Linked DNA regions of Mus musculus: region 1 is linked to region 2. The links are chromatin contacts, called in public HiChIP or PLAC-seq maps. All regions are on one chromosome and are shown on one strand. Each heading gives the region's core, a stretch centred on a gene start, on an enhancer-like site or on the middle of the called end of the contact. The rest is flanking DNA. Distances are from core to core; before and after follow the strand shown.

Region 1 (4,315 bases), core at 1,179-3,678, 450 kb after region 2:
TGAGCATGAAAGTCATTTCTGTTTGGTGTGCACGTTATACTCATAGCCTGTAGATGAATGTGTTCAGTAATTTGAGTCTGCCTGCATTTGACAGTGGCCCCCCATGTGAGATCATTTACAAACTCACATGTGTGCTTCCCGAGGGAAAGGCTCTTGCTGTGCATGTTTGCCCAGCTGAGTTCATCCCAGAACCCCATGGAAGGGTGGAAGGAGAGAGACATATCCCACAAAGTTGTCCTCTAATGTCCACATGTGAACTGTGGCGTGTATGTGCTCGCACAAGCACACACACACACACAAAGTATAAATCTACAACAGTGAAATTCCACTGTTTCCCTGGTAACCACTAATAGCGTAATGCATTTCTTTCTATTGATTGTTTGGATTTCCCCTCCTGGACATTTCCTGTGTCCTTTGCTTATTCCAATTAAACTTCTTTTGGAGTTACTTTATTTGTTTGAGTGTTTTGCCTGCATGTATGCTTGTGCACTACACACGTACACAGTGTGCACAGAGGTCAGAAGAGGGTATCGGATACACTGAGAAGACTTACAGCAGCTGCCATGATGGGACCTGAACCTCTGCAAGAAAACTAAGCTTTCTCAACCATCAGTTAAATAATTTTGTATGGTTTTATCATTTTTTTAATTCAGTTTAAGCTGGGTGTGGTAGTACATGCCTTAAATCCATCATTAGGCAGAGGCAAGAGATCTCTGGATTTGAGGCCAGACTAGTCTCTGTAACAAGTTCTAGTATAGCCATGTCTACCTAGACTGTCCCTAAATAAGTAAATAAGTAAAAATAGTTTACATAGTTTTACATAAAGGGCTGACAAATGGTTCTGGGTGGCTCACCTACCATCAAGCTTAAGACCTGAGTTCAATCCCCAGGACTAGATTTTCCAAGGTGGGGATTCCCAAGAGACTGTCTTCTGACTCCCACATTCAAACCATGGCGTGTGTGCACACCTGCACACAAAAGGAAAACTTTAAAAAACCTTTCTTCCCAATTCTAGTCTGTGTCTTGCGTGTGTACACGGGTGTTTTTTTTTTTTTTATTCCTTGTGGATTTTTGCTTATTTCCATATGTATGAGTTTCTGTGGTGTTGGATTTGTGTTATATATTTTAATTTCATTTTTAATAATTGTGCCTGTGGGGATGTGTGCCCTCAGAGGTCAGAAGAGGAAGTCAGGTCTTCTAGAGTTGGACTCACAGGGGAGCTGTTTTTCTTCTAGTCACTGTTCTGTTGCTGCGAAGAGACACCATGGCCAAGGTTGCGGAAATCTCTGAGCTACAGATACAGAGTGAGTCCCTATGTCAAAGAAGGGGAAGGGGAGGGGAGGATGAGGGTCAGAAAGATGGCTTAGACCAGTGGTTCTCACCCTTCCTAATGCTGCAACCCTTTGACACAGTTCCTCATGTTGTGGCAACCCCCAACCATAAAAGTATTTTTGTTGCTACTTCACAACTGTAATTTTGGTACTGTTACAAATCATAAATGCCTGATATGCAGCCCCTATAAAAGGGTCATTTGACCCTCGGGCTTAGAGTTTAGAAGCCCTTGTTATTTTTGCAGGGAGCCCAAATTTACTTCCACATATACTCAGACACATATATACATAATGTGTGTGTGTGTGGCTCCTCCTTGAGAAGCCCAAGCCCATCCCTGCCTTGGGGCTTAAACACACACACACACACACACACAGAGGGGATCATGAGTTAAGTCTGACTTACACTGAGTGGTAAGCCTGCCAGGGCTATATGCTGTATGTTACAGCAAGACTGACTCAGAAAAAAAAAAAAAAAAGAAAAAAAAAAAAAAGCACCATAGCAGTTTGAGCTTTCTGAATGGAAAGGCCTCATGCTTTAAGAGCTGAGCTGCATCCCACTGCAGCTGACATAATATTACAAGACCAACCCCAAAACCTGACACTTGCCACACATCAGGGGACATACTCTGTGCTCCTGTTGACCTGTGAGCTCATGGTCTAGGAAATGAGAGCTATCTCTGAAGGTCTTTCCTGGCAGGTTGAAGGTGTGTGTAAAATGCCTTGGCAGGCAGTGCAATAAAAATGGTAGTTACCATGGGATGGGAAGTTGCCTCATTTGGCCTTTATCCCCCACCCCCATCAGTAGACCGTTGAGGTACAGCAGTCCCAGAACCTTGCTGCAGGATGTGGACAAGCGAACCCTTTCTCCATTTGGACATTGCACCAATAAGCTGGCCAGAGGAACTGGTGCCCCCTGCCTGCTGTCTGTTACCATGGTCTCCTCCAATTCCAACAAGAAAGGTAGGTGCCTCCCTCATCATAAGGCGTGCCACCTCACTAGCAGGAAGTAGAGTGGACTTTGGCACTGGGCAAGCAGGAAGGTGTGATCTGCTAAAGAGTCCAGCGTGGCACAGGTGGCAGTGCGAGTGCAGTCTGCCCTGGTGCCTGAGCTGTGTGGAAGATGTGGGTAGGCACAGAGCCACAGACTCAGGCTCACAGGCTCATGCCTCATCCTGGCACGTGCAACCAGGTGTTGTCCTTGGGGACAGGAGTGTCATCAGCCTGCCCACATCAGCTTGGGAGCCGCTTCTTGCATCAGGGACTCTATTGCATTCAATAACAACTTACTAAAACTAGGCTCTTTAACATATTAACTCAGAGGGAGTTAGTTGGCTGTGTCAAGATGAACCTGGTGTCTGACCCTTCCTGCCCGCCAGCTGCCAGAAACCCATTGAGCTGGACAGTAAACACAAACTTTTTTTTTTTTCAAGACAGGGTTTCTCTGTGTAGCCCTGGCTGTCCTGGAACTCACTCTGTGGACCAGGCTGGCCTGGAATTCAGAAATCCGCCTGCCTCTGCCTTGCGAGTGCTGGAATTAAAGGCATGAATGGGAACTATGGGAACTTTGCATTTTCTCTGAGAAGCAAATGGCCACAGAAGTAGCTGCTGATGCTCTGGTAAAGAGTGCAAGGGCTGTGTGGTCCAAATCAGTAATGGAAATGACAGACAAGACTTCCCCATGAAGCAAGGCTTCTTGACTCAGAGAGTACCTGCTGTTGAGTAAGGGGCATGCTTGCTGTGGACCAAGGAGAACTGGAGAGGGGGGGCAAGTCTGTCTGTGAATGTCAGTCTGAAGTTCTCAACTTCCTGGAGAGAATGTATGTGCCACGTTTTCACTATTCATTCATCTGTCCGTGGACAACTTGGTTGATTCCGGTTCTGCAGTGAATAAAGCCACAACAAACGTGGACATGCAAAATCTCTGCGGCTAGTGTATGGACGTCTCTCATGGTTTTACTTTGCATCTCCCTGACGGCTCGAGTCATTGAACACTTGGAGATTGTTCTTGGGCATTTGTGTTTTTTGAAAAACTATCGAGTTCATTTGCCCATTTGTTGGTTGGCAGTTTTATTTCCTTGGTGTTGGATTTCTGCAATTCTTGCTGGGCGTGATGATGACTTTAATCCCAGCTCCCAGGAAGCAGAGGGGAGAGTCCAAGGCCAGCCTGATTTACATCGTTTCAGGCCAGCTAAGGCCAATGTTCTGTAGGTCTTTATTAGATCCAAGAGTTTTCTAGTTGACTCAACAGAATCTTTTTTTTTTCCTCTTACAATTTCTTTCTTTTATTTCTTTTTTTTATTACGTATTTTCCTCAATTACATTTCCAATGCTATCCCAAAAGTCCCCCATACCCTCTCCCCCACTCCCCTACCCACCCATTCCCACTTTTTGGCCCTGGTGTTCCCCTGTACTGGGGCATATAAAGTTTGCCTGTCCAATGGGCCTCTCTTTCCAGTGATGGCCGACTAGGCCATCTTTTGATACATATGTAGCTAGAGTCAAGAGCTCCGGGTTAATGGTTAGTTCATAATGTTGTTGCACCTACAGGGTTGCAGATCTCTTTAGCTCCTTGGATACTTTCTCTAGCTCCTCCATTGGGAGCCCTGTGATCCATCCAGTAGCTGACTGTGATCATCCACTTAGTGTTTGCCAGGCCCCGGAACAGAATCTTTAAATAAGTGAAGAACCATGTAGTCTGTAAATAAGGATGGTATGACTTCTTCCCTTCCTTCTTTTATCCTTTTGTCTTGTCTTTATCAACTTGGTATATCTAGATTCAAGCACTAACCAGGAGTGGTTGCCGGGGGAAAGAAGCAGGCAAAACTCTATGAGTTCAAGGCAGCCTGGTCTAAATAGAGAATTCCAGTACATCTTGCGATACATAGGGAAATCCTGTCTCAAAAAAGCCAAGGGGGAGGGGTTGTGGCTCTGAGGAGATGGCTCAGTGCAATGGAGTTGCTCTTGCTGAGGACCTGACTGGCTCA
Region 2 (4,698 bases), core at 57-2,556:
ACAGAAGCAAGGTCAGAGAGGATGGCCTCGTTCCCGGTTCATGGCTCAGGGGATAACAATTTATTGCAGCCAGAGGACAGCATGGCAGCAGAAGCAGCTGGGTCTATGGCAGAGGGAATTGGGCATGTGGCTTGTTATAGCTCTGTAGACTAGAAAGCAGAAAGTCCAGACAGGATGCCCGCTACAGTCCCACAGCCCATTTCTATGGACTCAGTCCTCCAACTAGGTTCCATGGCCTCCCAAAACACCAGTGCCAGGAGGGCACCAAGTATCTAAACACATGAGCAGATGGGGGACATCTTGCTTTCAAACTGTACCACCATCGTCGTTGGTTTTTTTTTTTTTTTTTTTTTTTTTTTGTCTACTTGATGGATCCATGTCCTCACTGAGCTGTACCCTGAGGAGAATGGCAGAGGTGGCCTTGCCATGCCGGAGCTCTGACTGCCTCAATGGGCGAGCTGTGCTCATCCTTCTCCTTTTCCTCACACTGGGCTTCATCTTTGTTGTGCTTTGTCCTTTCATTTTGCTTGTGTTTGGGCAACTCCACCCACTCATACTTGCTGGAAACTCTCTTCCTCCTATTCTTTTTTTTTTTTTTCCCCTTGGTTTCCTGAGAAGGTAAGACTGGGATGGCTGGAGGGCAAAGCTGAAATGGGGCTCTGTCTGCCGTGACTCCGGAGCTGTGTCAGGAGTCAGTCCTCCGGTTTGGACAGCACACACAGTCCCTGTAGGGAGGCAGAACCTTCACATTGTTGACCAAATTTAGCTTGTTGCCCTGGAGCCTTCACTTTGGCCAAAGTCAGCCAAGTTATTCACTTCCCCCATTTTACCCCTTTCTTCCACGGTGGCTGTTTCTGATTTCTTTTTCGTCACAGTGGGAAATGCAAAAAACAAAAACAAAAACAAAAACATAAAAACCCACACAAGCGAACAAAGCAGAAACCCTGCATGTAAAGCTGGGGAGAGGTCAGAGACAAAGAATCTGACTCCATTAAACTCCAAGCTGCAGAAAATGTTTCTAGGGACAAGAAAGGCAGTGCATCTGTCACCGGCTTGCCGTCTTCCGTGTCCCAGCGTCTCTATTCTTCCACCAAGTGTAACTACAGTTGTCCTTTAGAATACAAGAGCAGCTGCCTTCAGCCACAAGAATGGTTTGCTTCCTTTTGTATCCATCCACTCAAGTGCACGCCATGAGTCATGTGAGCTTCAAAAACCCAGCAGGACCAAGGTATGTTCATGCCCCAACTAGTGGGGCAAAGCAGGGCAGGGCGCAGACACTCTCCAGGGTGAGTGTCAGACAGAAGGTCTGGGGGAAGCCTGGGAATCTCCCTTGGGTGATGACTCAGGGCCTAGAAACAATGACTTCAGCACAGACAGTGACCTGGAAATCAATCTAGTCAGCTGTCTGGGTTGGAAGAGAGATCCCAAGCCAAGCCGAGCCAGGGAAGCAGCCCAGAAGCTCCCAGCCTGCCCCTCCCCCAACACTCCTGGGCTTGTCTGAGGGCTGGGGTGATGATTTCATTCTGCATCTCCGAGTTTAGTCTCAGGGGCTGCTGCAGTGGCCACAATCTCTGGGTTGAATAATGGGGAAATCAAGCCGACAGGGTAGAGAAGACTTTAGTGGCTAAATCGACATGCAGGTCCATTCATTTAATTGGCAGAGATTTCAGAGTAAGGTCCCTTGCCAATTGTCATAAACATACAATTATAGTCATTAACGACACAAATGGCTGCCTATCGCTAAACACTAATTTCACTCTAGCTAATCATCTTTTTAAATTATTTGCTTATTATGTGCCCACCGCACAATCTCACTTACTCTTCCTAATGACCCCTGAGACACATGTTATTGTTTTTATTTTACCACTGGGTAAATATATATGTCCACAGTGAGACGTGTCATATGAATCTGTGTAGTCTCCTTATGTCCTCCTACCTCAGATCCCTTCCTAAGGTTGGTGATCTCATCTCCCAGTGGCTTTGATCTTGGCTGCTAATGCTTTGTACCCATCCCTCTATAGAAAAGTGGTCCCCGGCTAAACGGGAACAACTTCGCTCTGGAGGTAATTCTCTCTCCTCCCCGCAACCAGAAGCCTAGGGTTACTAGTACTCAGAGACTCCGTGATCCTGGGAGTGGTTAGCGAGAAAAGGGCGTACGGCATGAAAGCGTGGAACCGTGTTTGAATCCACAAAGAGAAGTTGGGTGCGGCAGTGCACAGGTCTGTAATCCCAGTGCTCTCACAGGAGGGGGAGAGGCGGAGACAGGAGAATCCCTGGAAGCTCATTGGCCAGCTCGCTTGGCATTTGCAGCAGAGAAACAAGAGAGGCAAGCCAGAGTCTGGCTCCTCCCTGCCTCCAGGTTGGACAGGTAGTGGAATTCACACTCCTGATAGATAGCCCATGTTTCTGACTTGTCTCTGGCTGAAACTCTGTCTTTGCACCCTTCTGTTGTTTTGTCTGCCCCTTCTCGCTTTGTTTCTCAGAAGTCCTTGTTTTTAAGTGATGTGCTGGGGTTCTACTTCCTGTGAATCTACCCACAACAGCTGAGGAGTGAACACAGGGCTTTAATTCCAGGCCGACTGAGTTCAAACAAGTCTCCACAGCTGTGCGTCAGTTCATCTCTCTGAGTCTAGTCTGACTGTTCTCGTCAGTTTTAAAACGGTGGACTAATATTACCCAATAATTTTCATCCCTTCTTTTCAATAAACCTGGGTATTCACCTCTATTAGGACTTGATTCTCCAAGGACAGTGTCTGTTTCTGGCGTGTGACAAGTTTCCCAGGCTGAAGCCAGAAGGTGGTAAAATCAACGTTAGACCAGTGGTTCTCAACCTTCTTAATGCTGAGACGCTTTAATACAGTTCCTCATGTTGTAGTGACCCCAAACATAAGATTATTTTTATTGCTACTTCATAACTGTAATTTTGCTGCCAATACGAATCACAATGTAAACATCTGTGCTTTCTGATGGTCTTAGGCGACCATTCGATCCTCAAAGGGGTCATGTGCAGACTAAGATCTGCTGCTTTAGAGAACTGGAGCAGCCCTTGAGAAAGAAATGAAACAGAATGGAACGAAAAGACAGGCACCGTTGGAGTGCATCATACTTAATACGCGGTTACTCTCGCATGCGTGGCTGTGATGACATCTGGCAGGAACAACTTAAAAAAGGAAAGGCTTATTCTGGCTCCTGGTTTCAGTTGTGTTAGAGAACTTGTCTATGTCAAGGCAGACCAGGAGCAGAAAGTGAGAGGAATCCGGACCAAGTGTGACCTTCAGTGACCCATTTCTAGCAGCGAGACCCTACCTCCAAAAGCTTCCAGAACCTCCCTGAATCATACTGCCAGCAATCATTTCAGACTTCTTCCCTCCCTCCCTCTTTCCTTCTCTCCCTCTCTCCCTTCCCCCTCCCTTCTTCCCTCCTTCTTCCCCTCTCTCCCTCCCTCTTTCCCTCCCTCCCTCCCTCCTTCCTAGAGTGCTAGAGATGGAGCTAGGCATTCTGGATTGGAGCTCTACCATTGAGCTATACCTCAGCCCCAAACGTCTATTTCTGTAAAGTGAACCTGCTTCATGTCTATCTCCACAGAGCCTTGATAGGAGACCCATGGAGATGCTGAGTAATGACATAAGAATGTCTTTTTTGACCAGCTGCCAATGAATGGGTTTAAAGGCTACTTGTCTGTGGGAATGAGAGGCAGTCAGGGGTCTTATTTTATAATATATTTCGGTTTTGTGCTTACAGAAGAATTCTCATAATACAGTTTATTTGCAATTCTGTTCGTATTCATTTAAATAACCTTATGATGAAAATGAGTGTGTTAGCACTCAGATGCCCTTGAGAATACTTTTCCTTTAAAGGTGGAATAAGGAGTTGGCGATCCTTGTGTTCTAGTTATGAAACCACTCAGAGATTCAGAATTAAGAGAAGTTAAAAAGGCTTTGCTACTTTTTAAAATACAAATTATACAGCAGCTGCATTGTAGCCGACAGGATTTGAAACCTGGGATACCCAAATCCTAAGGCCAAGATCAAGGACATTGGTCTCTTGTAACATCTTAACTTGCCTTGAGGGTAATTCAGCCACAGTAGGAACTTAATTCCTTGTCTGAATGAACAGATACAAAGATGGATGGATCCGGGTATGTGTTGGGTAGGTGGACAGATAAGAGGGTGGGTAGATGAGATGGGTGGGTGTTGGGTAGGTGGACAGCTAGGTGGGTGGGTCTGTAAATGGGTGGATTGTTGGGTAGGTGGACAGATAGAGTGGGTTGATGAATGAGTGGGTAGTGGGATCATTTGGGTACCACTAGCATGTGTTCATTAAGTTACAGCATTCCACTGACATTTTTATACCTGTTAGAGGAATTTGGCTCTGTATAATGAAAGGGGACACTCCTTTTTTAAACAAAAGAACCGAACTTCTCTCTGCTAGCAGTGAAGGACTCACACACAGTTCGCAGGCATTTATGGCTCACAGGCTTCAGCAATCATCTTTCCCAATGCTCTTTTATGGTGAGCGTTCAGATGAGTATTTAATGATTATTCCATTTTTAAAAACAGGCCGAAGTCCACTTCACTTCTTCCTTAGTAATTTATTTATGTATATATGTTTTGCTGTGCTGGGGATGGAACCCACATCCTCGGGCACTCTGGGCAAACTCCCTGGCGCCTGTAAACCATCACCCAGCTTATTTAACCT

The links. HiChIP or PLAC-seq counts read pairs in DNA pulled down with a chosen protein or histone mark.
Region 1: a FOXA1 HiChIP or PLAC-seq map of pancreatic cancer cells shows a contact between it and region 2. The contact joins two enhancer-like sites. A contact is called at or near these places in 5 of 39 promoter capture datasets (the 3T3-L1 cell line, the HPC-7 cell line, hippocampal neurons and 2 more) and 4 of 115 datasets of contacts at active chromatin or transcription factors (double positive thymocytes, embryonic midbrain, embryonic stem cells and 1 more).

What each region holds. Positions count from the first base shown.
Region 1 is chr1:180,755,638-180,759,952 of GRCm38.p6, forward strand. No RefSeq gene overlaps it. Among named protein-coding and RNA genes, the nearest start is that of Gm38293, 11 kb to the right of the region's middle. Within about 2 kb of position 2,429, at least 29 of the 459 cell types and tissues checked have an H3K27ac peak or open chromatin away from gene starts, as enhancers often do. A contact at or near this core is called in pancreatic cancer cells, where this site is marked.
Region 2 is chr1:180,311,730-180,316,427 of GRCm38.p6, forward strand. No RefSeq gene overlaps it. Among named protein-coding and RNA genes, the nearest start is that of Gm39713, 5.0 kb to the left of the region's middle. Within about 2 kb of position 1,307, at least 210 of the 459 cell types and tissues checked have an H3K27ac peak or open chromatin away from gene starts, as enhancers often do. A contact at or near this core is called in pancreatic cancer cells, where this site is marked.